Linked DNA regions of Mus musculus: region 2 is linked to region 1. Evidence: chromatin contacts called from public HiChIP or PLAC-seq data. All regions are on one chromosome and are shown on one strand. Each heading gives the region's core, a stretch centred on a gene start, on an enhancer-like site or on the middle of the called end of the contact. The rest is flanking DNA. Distances are from core to core; before and after follow the strand shown.

Evidence for each region. HiChIP or PLAC-seq counts read pairs in DNA pulled down with a chosen protein or histone mark.
Region 2: an H3K27ac HiChIP or PLAC-seq map of embryonic stem cells shows a contact between it and region 1, with 3 times the contacts expected there. The contact joins the promoter of 4931429L15Rik here to the promoter of Tagln in region 1. A contact is called at or near these places in 2 of 39 promoter capture datasets (embryonic stem cells and stem cell-derived epiblast-like cells), 2 of 115 datasets of contacts at active chromatin or transcription factors (both in embryonic stem cells) and 1 of 9 other capture datasets (liver).

Annotation. Positions count from the first base shown.
Region 1 is chr9:45,932,913-45,939,553 of GRCm38.p6, reverse strand. Tagln (transgelin) reads left to right here and starts at 3,496. Exons shown (of 5, transcript NM_011526.5): 1 at 3,496-3,720. It overlaps Sidt2 (SID1 transmembrane family, member 2), which reads left to right. Exons shown (of 26, transcript NM_172257.4): 25 at 34-147; 26 at 238-1,697. The coding sequence ends at 300. It overlaps Mir7087 (microRNA 7087), which reads left to right; the gene lies at 1-33.
Region 2 is chr9:46,316,170-46,322,810 of GRCm38.p6, reverse strand. 4931429L15Rik (RIKEN cDNA 4931429L15 gene) reads left to right here and starts at 2,825. Exons shown (of 13, transcript NM_183104.2): 1 at 2,825-2,942; 2 at 6,084-6,263.

The sequences.
Region 1 (6,641 bases), core at 2,247-4,746:
ACTCAGTAGGCTGCTGGCTCTCTCCCCTGCCAGAAAACCCCCGCAGAGTCCAGGGAGCACAACCGCGACTGCATCCTCCTCGACTTCTTTGATGACCACGATATCTGGCACTTCCTGTCCTCCATTGCCATGTTTGGGTCCTTCCTGGTATGTGGGATGTGCCTGGCCTGAGGGCAGAGGGGATGGTAGAGCAGACAGCCTCTCCTTCCCAGGATCTGACCCTCCACCCACCCTTAGGTTTTGCTGACGTTGGATGACGACTTGGACACAGTACAGCGGGACAAGATCTATGTCTTCTAGCAGCATCTGTGGTCCAGGCTTCACCTCACAGGCCTAGCGCCTGCCTCTGCATCACCTGCCAGTTGCCACAAGAACACCACGGGTATGAGTCCCAGCTCTGCTGCCCAGCATTGGATGTCGTGGCAAGACAGCGAGATTCCAGCCCAGGCCTGACTCAGGATAGTTCCTGGTGGCACTGAGCCTTGGAGTTGCCTCTGCGGAGGAGGAGGCCTGCTCCGCATTCCCCAGACACTGGCCAAATTGCTGCTTTCTTCTCAGTGTTGGGTCCTCCCCAGGACCCTAGTCTGTCCATCTGTCTTGTTTATCCACTGGCTCTCCATTTGTCCCTTTGGAGAGGAAGGTGGGAAGGCAATGTCCTGTCCCATTTCATGCCTTGCATTCTGCCCATCCCTTCCCTCCTCTCAGCTTAGGACACACAGCCCTTTCTTCTTCCCATGCTCTGTCCAGGACCACAGTCTGGTGCCTGATTCTTTGTCCATCACCAGGACCTAAGCTCTCCCTGGGTCTGTAGCTGGCTGCTATCACTGCCCACTCTGACCTGCCAGGACAGATGCAGGTAGGAGACTTTGGGGGCTGGCCAGCTGGTGCCAGGCTTTCGGTGCTAAGGCCTGCAAGGGGCCTAGGTACGACCCTCCTCCCTGACCTGTGCTTGGAGCTGGCTCTTCAGCAGTGAGGGCCAGCCCAAGTTGAGTCTTCTGATCGGGGACTGAATTCAGAGGCCACCTCATCCCACCAGCCACTAGAATGATGCCAGCACTAGGGTTGGTGGGAAGTGGCAACTCACTGTCCCCTTCCACACCCTCAGTCCTGCCAAGCCCCAGATGGGGGCCTCTCAGTGCCATTGACACTGCCCAAGAATGTCTAGAGGCCACGGAACGGTGCCAAGCACACAGTCCCTTTTGCCTCTTTCACGGGAGCAGGAGTCCCAGTGCCTGTCGTGGAAAGGGAGGAACATGCCAGGTCCCTGTGTGTCCTTGGCCCTGTCTCACCAAAGGACTCAGGGCTGGTTTCTGAGTTTCCGTCCAGTATTTAGCCAAGTTCTGTGTTAGTCACGTAGGCCTAAGAGCCTTGGCGTTTACAGAGTCACCCAGCTCTGGCCCCTGGCCATTCTGGTCCTTGGCGTTTACAGAGTCACCCAGCTCCAGGCCCCTGGCCACTTTGGTACTTGGTTGCCCTTCACTCCACCAGGTCCATTCCAGATGCCAAGAGTGGGCCCCAGGAATGTGTTTCCTTCTCTCCACCATGTTTTTATAGCTCTTGGGCTGGGAGAAGAGGCGGGTCTGGGTCTTTGTTTCTGAGCTTTGTTCTATGTTCCTCCATGCTACGGTTGCAATTGTTTTCTATGAACGAGTACATTCAATAAAGACAACCAGACCTGGGATTTGGGGTCTTACTGATGTGTTGGGAGGTGCAGGAGCCTCCGTGTCCCATTTATTTTGGCCTTCCCGTCTCGTTTCTGTGCGTGGCTACATTGGGAATGACCTTCCTTGATCCCACCAAGCCACCCATTGATTCTGTAAACATGTGACCCTTGCTCCAAGCATTGCTTACAGGAGCAGGATACTGAAAGTGTGTCTGTGCCCTCTCCTGATAACCCCTCCCTTCAGCAGGCACACAGCACCTGACTACCCACCACGTATGTAAACGTCAGTATCCTTTCCAGCCAGCTCTGCAGATGGGTGTCCAGGCTGTGCCATGATGCACCTCAAGTGGGCAGAGCCCTTGCAGGCCAAGGTTTTAAAGGCTGTTCAGGAATGGATGGCAAGCAGGATCTAAGAGGAGGGGGGGTTGTTGTTGTTTGGGGGGGGGGTGGTTTTGGTTTGTTTTTTTTGAGACAGGGTTTCTCTGTGTGGCCCTGGCCCTCCTGGAACCCACTCTGTAGACCAGGCTGGCCTTGAACTCAGAAATCTGCCTGCCTCTGCCTCCCGAGTGCTGGGATTAAAGGCGTGTGCCCATCGAGGAGGGAGATTTTATTTAGATTATAAAAAGGACGGGATTTGGGGAATCCTGTCTAGTGAATTCAGGACGTAATCAGTGGCTGGAAAGCAAGAGCTCTAGAGGAGCTCCAGCTTATTATGACCCTTCCTTCAGATGCCACAAGGAGGTGCTGGAGTTCTATGCACCAATAGCTTAAACCAGCCAGGCTGGCTGTAGTGGATTGAGCGTCTGAGGCTGCACCTCTCTGGCCTGCAGCCAGTTCTGGGTGAGACTGACCCTGCCTGAGGGTTCTCTCCTTCCCTCTCTCTACTCCTTTCTCCCTCTCCCTCTCCCTCTCTCTGTTTCCTGAGGTTTCCAGAATTGGGGATGGGACTCAGAGACACCACTAAAGCCTTACCTTTTAAGAAGTTGCATTCAGTGAGTGTGTGAGACATAGCACAGATAGGGGCAGAGGAGAGCTGGTTCTGTCTCCACTGTGTTTGGTCTTGGGTACTGAACTCAGACCATCAGGTGTGATAGCAGTTGTCTTTAACCCTAACCCTGAGCCTGTCTCACCTGTCCCTTCCCAAGACCACTGAAGCTAGGTGCAAGATAAGTGGGGACCCTTTCTGAGGTGGTAGGATCTTTCACGATAAGGACTATTTTGAAGGGAGGGAGGGTGACACTGTCCTAGTCCTCTTACCCTAGTGTCTCCAGCCTTGCCAGGCCTTAAACATCCGCCCATTGTCACCGCTCTAGAAGGGGCCAGGGTTGACTTGCTGCTAAACAAGGCACTCCCTAGAGAAGCACCCGCTAGAAGCATACCATACCTGTGGGCAGGATGACCCATGTTCTGCCATGCACTTGGTAGCCTTGGAAAGGCCACTTTGAACCTCAATTTTCTCAACTGTTAAATGGAGTGGTAACTGCTATCTCATAATAAAGGGGAACGTGAAAGGAAGGCGTTTGCATAGTGCCTGGTTGTGCAGCCAGGCTGCAGTCAAGACTAGTTCCCACCAACTCGATTTTAAAGCCTTGCAAGAAGGTGGCTTGTTTGTCCCTTGCAGGTTCCTTTGTCGGGCCAAACTCTAGAATGCCTCCCCCTTTCTTTCTCATTGAAGAGCAGACCCAAGTCCGGGTAACAAGGAAGGGTTTCAGGGTCCTGCCCATAAAAGGTTTTTCCCGGCCGCCCTCAGCACCGCCCCGCCCCGACCCCCGCAGCATCTCCAAAGCATGCAGAGAATGTCTCCGGCTGCCCCCGACAGACTGCTCCAACTTGGTGTCTTTCCCCAAATATGGAGCCTGTGTGGAGTGAGTGGGGCGGCCCGGGGTGGTGAGCCAAGCAGACTTCCATGGGCAGGGAGGGGCGCCAGCGGGCGGCAGAGGGGTGACATCACTGCCTAGGCGGCCTTTAAACCCCTCACCCAGCCGGCGCCCCGGCCCGTCTGCCCCAGCCCAGACACCGAAGCTACTCTCCTTCCAGTCCACAAACGACCAAGCCTTGTAAGTGCAAGTCATGGGAGCAGAAGGGCTGTGGGCTCAATTAGATCCCCTAGTCTCTTCTAGTTTGCTGGGTGGAATTGGGTCCCTAGAGACCATTCTCTGTGTTAGACAAAAAGTCTGGGTTAAAATGCCTAGGATGATTTGACTGGGGCAAAAGAATAAATGGGGTGAGAGGGAGGCTCAAATTTCAGTCACTGTCCCACCCATAGGTGTATGGGCTATGTGTTAGGCCCAAAGAGGTGACAAATGAGGCCAAGGGAACAACTCCATCTTTGGATCTCCAAGAAGGTGAGGGGCTAAGTTCTGGAAAGCAGTGACCCACTGATGGTCCCCAGGGCTAATGCAACTCGGGGGAGCCAGGAGGTAGCCCCCTCAGGCAGTGGAGGACTAAAGATCTTATTTTTTGTAGCGCTAGGGATCAAACCCCAGGGCGCTATGTGTGGCAGGCATGTGCTCCATCTACCACAGAAGTTTAATGCTTCAGACTAGCCTGGGATAGGGCCTGCTTTTTCTTTCCTTTTCTCTCTCTCTCTCTCTCTCTCTCTCTCTCTCTCTCTCTCTCTCTCTCTCTTTCTTTCCTTTTCTCTCTTTCACTCTCTCTTTCTAATTTTCTTTTTCTTTTTTTCTTTCTTTTCTTTAGACAGGGTTTCTCTGTGTAGCCCTGGCTGTTCTGGAACTCACTCTTTAGACCAGGCTGGCCTCGAACTCAGAAATCTACCTGCCTCTGCCTCCCAAGTGCTGGGATTAAAGGCGTGTGCCACCACTGCCCAGCTAAGGTTTGCTTTTTCATGGCAGCTTGGTCCAGTTTGAAAGTAGGAGGTCAGTCCACTGTAGGCAGATAGGTGACAGGTGGCAGATAGGTGACAGATAGGTGACAGGTGGAGGAGCTTTGGAACTGGGACTGGACAGCCCTGGGACCCCTGTTCCTCCCAAAGGGTCTTGGTGGTTCCCCTTGGGGCTCTCTAAAGGATGTCAGTGGGCTGTTGCCACATCTATATAAGAGGACTAGTCTTCTGGAATTTAGGTGTGATCTCTCAGGGATGCAGAAATGCTCACCCTTACTGTCATTTTATGGGCTGAGGTACCACAGGCAGATATACCCTGGTTCTGCTTGTTGTCCAGGGTCTCTGCTACATGGAGGCCCCTTTCCACAGCCTAACCTCTCTACCTGCTGACAGGAGGGCTGGATGGCCACAGGCATCCAAGCTGCGCATCATGCAGGTGTTTTGCGTTGGAGCTTTTGTCTAGAAATACCCTGGTGGGCTGCCAAACCACCACCCATATCCCTCTCTCCTCTCTGCTGCCTCTAAGATGACAGCTTGATTTTTCTTATAGTGATTTTTTTTTTTGGTTTTGTTTTTTTGTTTGTTTTAAGTTAGCATACAAAGTAATACATTTCATCATGGCATTTGGACATACATATATATTTTATTTGCTCTCCTGGCCTCTTCTCAAAGAGACTTCTCTGGACTTTCTTGTATTTTTGGTTGTGAGCCTAGCCTTTAACGGCTGAGCCATCTCTCCAGCCCTTCTTTGGACTTTCTACTTCATACTTCCCACCAGTCTGGGAAGAAGGGCACATGGAATCTTGAGAGCATGACCTGACCCAGACCTGACAGATGTCAAGGCTGCAGTGTATGCTCTTGTTGCTACGGCTTGTTCTTAGTCCTGCAGTTCAGAACTTTCTGGAGACTGAGAAGTGCATGTGAGGACACTCTCCTCCCATCTTTTCCTCTAGTGGCTAGTGATGTTTGGTTTTTTGTTTTGAGACAGGGTTTCTCTGTATAGCCCTAGCTATCCTGGAACTCACTTTGTAGATCAGGCTGGCCTCCAACTCAGAAATCTGCCTGCCTCTGCCTCCCGAGTGCTGGGACTAAAGGCGTGCGCCACCACTGTCCAGTCAGGAGTAGAAGGAAACTGTAAGGTGCTTGAGACAGGCTGAGTAGAGGCTAGGAGGAAGGGGCTCCGCAGTCACCGGCTCCATGACTCTGTGACTTTTGTGGTTCCTTGTCGCAGCGGTTCCTGGTGGTGGTGGTGGTCGGGGGTTGGGGGGAGGGGGCAGGCCACACAGTGGGGTGTGGGAGGGAATAGCTGTTGACAACTTCCCAACAGAAACCAGGCTTTTGAGTCCTCCAGGGTAGCTTGAGAGGGTACTCAGAAAGCCGTGTCCATGTCCCCTTTCCTTCACCTCAGGGAAGTAAGTTGCCTATAGGGTTGTCATTTCAATGAGGTCTTCTGGTTATTCTGTTTTTCTCTCAATGTTGGTGTTGGGCTCAGGGAATGCTTTGGAGAAGGTGGTGGGAACTGGAGAAGGGAAGATCAGTTTACTGTGTAAACTCACTGGTTAAAGTACCCCCTCCCTTCCACCCTGCAATACACACACACACACACACACACACACACACACACACACACACCCCATCTCGAAGAGCTCTATTAAGCTCCAGGTGCACTGTAGTTCACAGACTGCATCTTCCAGGTTTGCTCCCACTTCACAAGCAGAGAACTCATAACTGAAGGGGGTGACAGCACAGGGGAAGGGAAAGCAAGATGTTTAGAGTCTGACAGCTGGCCCGGGACCAGAGCCATGTGGTAATGTTTGCTCCACTCCCTACCACCTCCACGGCTGTGATGTGGAGAAGGTCCCCGCTTTCATGGGAAGGAGGTGGGGGAGCCTGTCATCTGCTCCATGCTCACACAATTTTTCTCTCAACCAATGACCTCTCAGAAGCAGGGGTTGGTTTGCAAAATTCTTCAGATACCTCAACAGATGGCATCCCACTCAGGCTATCCCTGCTGACTAGGTCTGGCTCCAGCCCTGACTGTATCTACCCAGGGACCTACCTGCCTGCTTTGCTCCTATAGCCTTCCTCCGTGTCTGGGTCCCCAGAGAGCTGCCGGACATAGGCCTTTGAGGCAAC
Region 2 (6,641 bases), core at 1,576-4,075, 380 kb before region 1:
GTGCATGCAAATGAGACAGCTGCATAATTAATTAACACCCAACAGTTTCATTAGGAGACAGAGCTTTGCACTGACTGTCTTGGTTCAGAGAATAGGATCTAGCACTGTTCAAAGCCAAAGTCCGAAGCTAGAGATGCTGCCCACCACCGATGCTGGGGACAATACTTGTTGCTAGGAGAGGTTGCCTGGGGCAGCTTTGGTCCTATCTTAGACTTCGTACCAGGGAGGATGAGCCTATGATTGTCACATAAGTCCCCTCTGCTCAGGCCTCACCCACACTTAGGTGTGGGAAGGGAGGTGGGCACCTCAGAGAGCGGAAGGGGATGCCCCTGGAGCATCTGTCTGAGCTGTGGCTTCCCCCGAGGGTCAGTCTTTTCTACAGCTCTGAGAACAGCAGCCTTGTTTCCAGAATGGTCTCTAAGCGCTGTAGGATACTGTACGGAATCCAAAGCCAAACCAGGACAGCTAAATCTCCAGCTCCCTTGTCCCTCCCTCAACAACTAATGTTTCTCTATAAAACTGAGGGAGGAAGGTAGAGGAATAGGCAGCTCCTTGCTAAACCTTCTGGGAGCCTCTGTCCCCAGCCCTAATCCCATCCTAGCTTGCATTTCTGTTGCTGTGATAAACACTGACAAAAAACAATTTGGGGGAAAGGGGAGTTTGGGCTTAAACTTGTATTTCACAGTCTATCATTCAAGAACATGAGGGCATGAGTTCAAAGCAGGCACATAAAGGCAGGAGCTGAAAGAGAGGCCATGGAAGAACACTCTCAACAGCTAGCTCCCATGACCTGGTCTGTTTGCTTTCTTGTACACCCCAAGACCACCTGCCAAGGGGTGGCACTGCCCCTGTGGGCTGGACCCCCTCCCAGCAGTCACTAATCAAGAAAACATCCCCCTATCCCCCACAGCCTTGCATACAGGCATTCTGGTGGAGGCATTTTCTCCATCGAGGTTCCCTCTTCCCAGATGACCCTAGCTTGTGTCAAGTTGGGAAGAAACAGAACAAAAACTTAAGCAGCTAAGTTTCATGGACAAGAAACATCATCTCTCAGAAGGAATCCTAGCAAACCTCATGACCTGCCTCCGCTTTCCTTTCTGGAACCATCTCTGCTCGCCACATACACCCTGGGTTGTATCCACATCAGACTACCTCCATTTTCCACCCCCACCCCCATGAGTGGCCTCTCATGTCTCTGCTACTCCTTCAGTTATGAAGGCCCTCTTGCCCTTCTCACCTACCTGCAGACTCCTCTCCTCAGGAGAGCCTTCCTTGACGCACACCCTCCCTACTCCTCCACCCCCTACAAAGCTAGCTATTTTCTTCCCTCTTTTCTGCATAACATATGCAATAATTATTAATTTACTTGATTGACTCTGACCATAAGGGAGTCACCCCTTGAGGGTAGAGACTGTATCTTCCCTGTCTCTGCATCATTAAGTCCTGGGCTACACTTCAAAAGTTTGCCAGATGAGTAAGTGAATAAATCTGTTAAGTTGAAAACACCTGTTATAGATCCTTGACTCTTTATATTTCAACCATTCAGAAGTTTATTCCCTCGCTAAACCTATAGCCCTGCACTGGAGAAAGCGTAGGGATGGGAAAGGGACCCTCAAGGGGACTGAGGTCATCAGGAAGCAACAACAGTGGCTGGTCCCGGCAGGATAAGAGCCTAGGTTGGATAGCATAAAGCTCTCCATTGTTCCCCATAGCTAAAGCAGCTAAAAGAACCCCAGGGGCCTTCCAACCTCTTTGGCCATCAGTCTTCCGCATGTCCTCACATCCCAACTTCCAGCAATTTCTCCCTCCAGCCCGATCCAGGCACACAACAGACATAGCTCTGCCAGAATCACAGAGCCCTCCTCCAAAGCTCCTGGCCCTTGTTCTCCAGTTTTCCTGGGGTGGCCAGAGAAGACCCATCCTCAGTGCCATGGTTTGAATATGCTTGGCCCAGGAAGTGGCACTATTTGGAGGTGTGGCCTTGTTGGAATAGATGTATCACTGTGGGCATGGGCTTTAAGACCTTCATCCTAGCTGCCTGGAAGTCAGTATTCTGTGGGAGCTAAAAAAGGGGGCCCTGGGGATGAAGAGGGGGGAGATAGACCCATGCCCCACCAGAGTTTTACCTATTCTCTGGTTTGTCAGGTGTGGGAGGGCTGCTACCTTTCCACTCATCCCTGGATGGGCATCCAAGCCTCTGACCCTCTCTTCAGGGGACGGCCAGGGGCAGCCCTACCTGGGGACCCTGGAGCTACTTTGCTAAAGCCACCAGGGTTATAGGAGAGAGGGATGAGGGAAGATGTTCCCAATACCTACGAGAGTGCATGCAGCCTTGATGAGCAGAGACTCTCTATGGTTTAAGAGCTTTATTATAGAAATGCAGGGAGAAAGAGAGAAGAGAGAGAGAGAGACTAGAGAGAAAGAGAGTAAGAGGGAGAGAAGAGAGGAGAGGAGAAGAGAGGAGAAAACAAAGAGAGAGAAGAGAGGAGAGAAGACAAAGAGAGGGGAGAGAAGGTGAGAGTGAGGGGTAAGAGGGAGACAAGTAAGAGAGTAAGCAGTAAGAGAGCGAGGTGGGGCTGATCAGCCCTTTTTATGGTCTTTACTGTTGCTAGGTAACTGGGGAGGAGTTCAGCCTGAAGGTCAGAAGCTTGGACCATTGCCTACGTGACTACTGACCATGCTTCTCTTATGGGGGCATGTGGGGGGCTTACGCAGGGGCCAGAGTTCCAGGAGCATAAGGGAATGCCTACCGTGTCATGAAGGTGAATTATGACTTCGGGGTTCAGACCTCAGCTCGACTGGAGACAAGCCTGCAATTCCCCACAGTATTCTGCTAGCAGCCTTAAATTGTAGATGTTGAACTCTCAGCTCCTCCTGCACCATGCCTGCCTGGATGCTGTCATGTTCTCACCTTGATGATAATGGACTGAACCTCTGAACCTGTAAGCCAGCCCCACTTAAATGTTGTCCTTATAAGAGTTGTCTTGGTCATGGTATCTGTTCACAGCAGTAGAATCCTAAGACACTCAGTTAACAAGGATATTCGCAGTTGATTATCTGAGGTTTCTCTGTAATTGGAAAAGAAAGAGCAACAGGCAAATGTCAATTTTGGCTTCCCTGCCTCCCATCCCTGAGGGATGGAGGGAACAAGAGTCCTGTCTACTCTCAAGGCCTTGCTCCAACCAGGTCTTCTTGCTCAGCTTTTCTCCATAGGCTCATACTATACACACACACACACCCCCCTCAAGGGTGATATTTGGGACTTAGCCAGCCCCATGGAGCAAGCGGCCCACAAGTCCACAGACACTACAGAGAGGTTCAGGGACAGTGAGAGAGAAATGTATTTGGTGTTTGAATGTGTGCAAAGGGAGGGACAGCACCCAGACCCCACACCACCTCGTCTATGGAGTCTTATCTTCACTGTGGTGTTATTCCACAGCTAAGCACAGCCAACATGCATCAGCTTGTGAATTTCTAGTCCCAAGTTCACTGCCCCCAGAGAGACTTTGTGATCAGGGCCTACAACTCTTCTTCCCTTCACTTCCCTGGGCCCCTCCCTGAGGAGTTGAAGCAGAGACAGTGTGGAAAGCAAGACCCTACCTTTAGCCGCCATTCTAATCCAGTGTCTACCACTCCTTGGGGGAAAGATAGCAGGTGTCACAAGGTGGTCACCTCTCCTTTCCACCAGAATGCCACCTCCTGGGTGGAAGTCCAATGTTACCTTCCACCCTCACATACACATCACTGAGATCCTGCCTTCTTTCCTGCCACCTCTCCTTCGGTGGTCAGAGATCATGTCTTTCTTGCAGATGGCTATGACAGCCTCCAGATAGGAACCAGTGGGGACCCCACCCCCAACTTTGTCTTCACAATGAGGTTGATGTGAGCTTGGGGGGGGGGGTTCGAGACAGGGTTTCTCTGTGTAGTCCTGGCTGTCCTGGAACTCACTCTGTAGACCAGGCTGGCCTCAAACTCAGAAATCTGCTTGCCTCTGCTTCCCAAGTGCTGGGATTAAAGGCATGCACCACCACATCTGGCTTGATATGAGCTTTCTAAGCCAATTCCAATCATGCCTTCCCCCAACATTAAATTTTTTTTTCTACCCAGGTCCTCAATATAGGACTCAAATCTCCCAGAACAAATCATCAACCCCTCCACTCCCCGATGTGGCCTTCCCCCAGTCCCTTGACCATCTCTGAACTTCTTTTATTCTCTCACCCCAGGGCCTTAGCTCATGCCATTCCTTCATCTCTTTTCCTGTGTTCTCAAGGTCCTGGACACCATGTACCAACTGCACCTCTAGCACTCCATACAGAGAAACGAGGTCTCGCCTAGCAAATTGATGGCTGAAAATGAGGCAAAGGATGGGTGGGAAAGTCCCATGGAATTGTAGACGCTTCCCCATCTTATTCATTTACCTGTGGCACTTCCATTCAAACCCTTGCTGTACACAGGCTGGGCAAACCACTGGGCTATCCCCAGCCCAACTCTTGTAAAACCGAACAGATCCAGAGAGGTGAGGCAAACTCAGCCAAGGCCACACAAAGACTTGTACCACATCCCATCACCCTTGGTTGTCTCAGAAGAGCCCAGAAAGACCCTAGCCAGAAGCCGAGGTTGGACTGAGACCCTCAGGATGAGTTCAGCCAGCAGGGGGCAGGAGTAAGCCATGGCCAGTACTAGGCTCTCGAGAAGGAAAACTCTGGCTAGGAGGCAGAAGCAGGCAGATTTCTGAGTTTGAGGCCAGCTTACACCTCCCACTGCTCCAAGTCTAACCTTGGGCTTCATAACTTCCTGTGGCCTCTCTGGACACCAAGAGCCATTTCCCTAAGGCCCAGGATTTATAGAGGACAGCAAAGATAGCCAGCCACTCAACCAGCCCCAGCCCCATCTGCCAGAGACCAGGCATCCAGACCCTGGTAGGGGGAAGCTGTGGCTGGTAAATAAAAAAATTTATTAAGAATATGTTAGCTGAGCCGGGCAGTGGTGGTGCACGTCTTTAATCCCAGTACTTGGGAGGCAGAGGCAGGCGGATTTCTGAGTTCAAGGCCAGCCTGGTCTACAGAGTGAGTTCCAAGTCAGCCAGGGCTACACAGAGAAACCCTGTCTCGAAAAAAGAAAGAAAGAAAGAAAGAAAGAAAGAAAGAAAGAAAGAAAGAAAGAAAGAAAGAAAGGAAGGAAGGAAGGAAGGAAGGAAGGAAGGAAGGAAGGAAGGAAGGAAGGAGAGAGAGAGAGAGAGAGAGAGAGAGAGAGAGAGAGAGAGAAAGAAAGAAAGAAAGAAAGAAAGAAAGAGAAAGAAAGAAAAAGAAAGAAAAGAAAAGAAAAGAAAGAAAAGAGAATATGTCAGCTGGAGTGAAGCAATGGCTCGGTCTGTAAAGAATTTGCCTTATAAACACAAGGACCTGAGTTCAATTCCCAGAATCCAGTAAAAAACGCCCTGTTCCTAAGCCAGTGTAAGAGGCAAAGAAAGGAGGGCCCTTGGGCCTGGCTGGCCAGTCTGTCTAGTTTAATTGGTGGGTTCCAGGCCAATGAGAGATGCTGTCTCAAAGGAGGTGGACAAGTTCTCTGAGGTGACACCAAGACTGTCCTCCAGCCTGACACACAGGAAAGCAGCAGGCTTGCTTGCACAGCGCCTGCCTGCCCTTCATGGTGGCCAGCCTTCCTTCCTCTTCCTGCTCACTCTAGTGAAGACCCCAGGGTAGTGAGGAGAAGCTGGAGAGGAAACAAGGAACCAGCAGACAGCTGGGGGTGCTGGCCACACACTCCCCAACCCTGGCAGCACAAGCCCCATCATTGGGTGCTAATTAAATCCCCCTAATGAGGAAAACGGATGCAGGAGCTGGCTCCTCCGTGGCCTCCCCGGCCCACCGCCCTTGCCTCTCCATCGGACTTATCGCTCGTCACAGGATGTTTACAATAATTTTTAATTTGTGCAATTATTAATCACTTTTCTATCTCCCTCATTTGCATAATAATTAGTCATCTCACTGTTTGGCATGCCTGTGAATGACAGTGTTTTAAATTGAATTAAGATTTTAATATTCTATTTTCCTGCTTTCTTCCCCTCCACACGCTAATCAAAGTCAGATTTGGCAGCCAGAGGGAGGGTACGGAGGAGGTTGGCAGGCACTGGACTTGGCCCATTCTGTGCTCCTGAGAACCAACCGTGCTGAGAACAGGGCCTGTGGAGAAGGCAACAAGCAATCACCCTACTCCAAACGGAGGCTGAAGGGGTTAACCCAGCCATAGCTAATTGAGCAGAGGTAATGAGGAGTGGGGAGGGGCAGCCAGGGAGGAGGGGTGGGGAGGGAGGAGGGTCACAGGCTCAGCGGCACCAGAGAGCAAGAAAAGTGCTTTTCATTTATTTTCTTTTCCAAGTAGGCTGCTTTTGGTAAGGGAACACTAGAGGGGACATGATAGGCCAGCCATTGATCCCCAGTTAGACTAGGTTAACTGTGAAGGCTCTGAGTCCCGCAAGTGGAGGAAGCAGGCTGGAGCAGCCTAAAATCCCATTCATTGCGTCTCTCTCAACGTGCAAGACAATTTTCTGGGGTTGACTCCCTGTTCTTCTCCCCACTTCTCCACACACCAACAGGTCCTCTGCCCAAGTTGGGTGCCTCACGGGTGAGGAACAAGAAGTA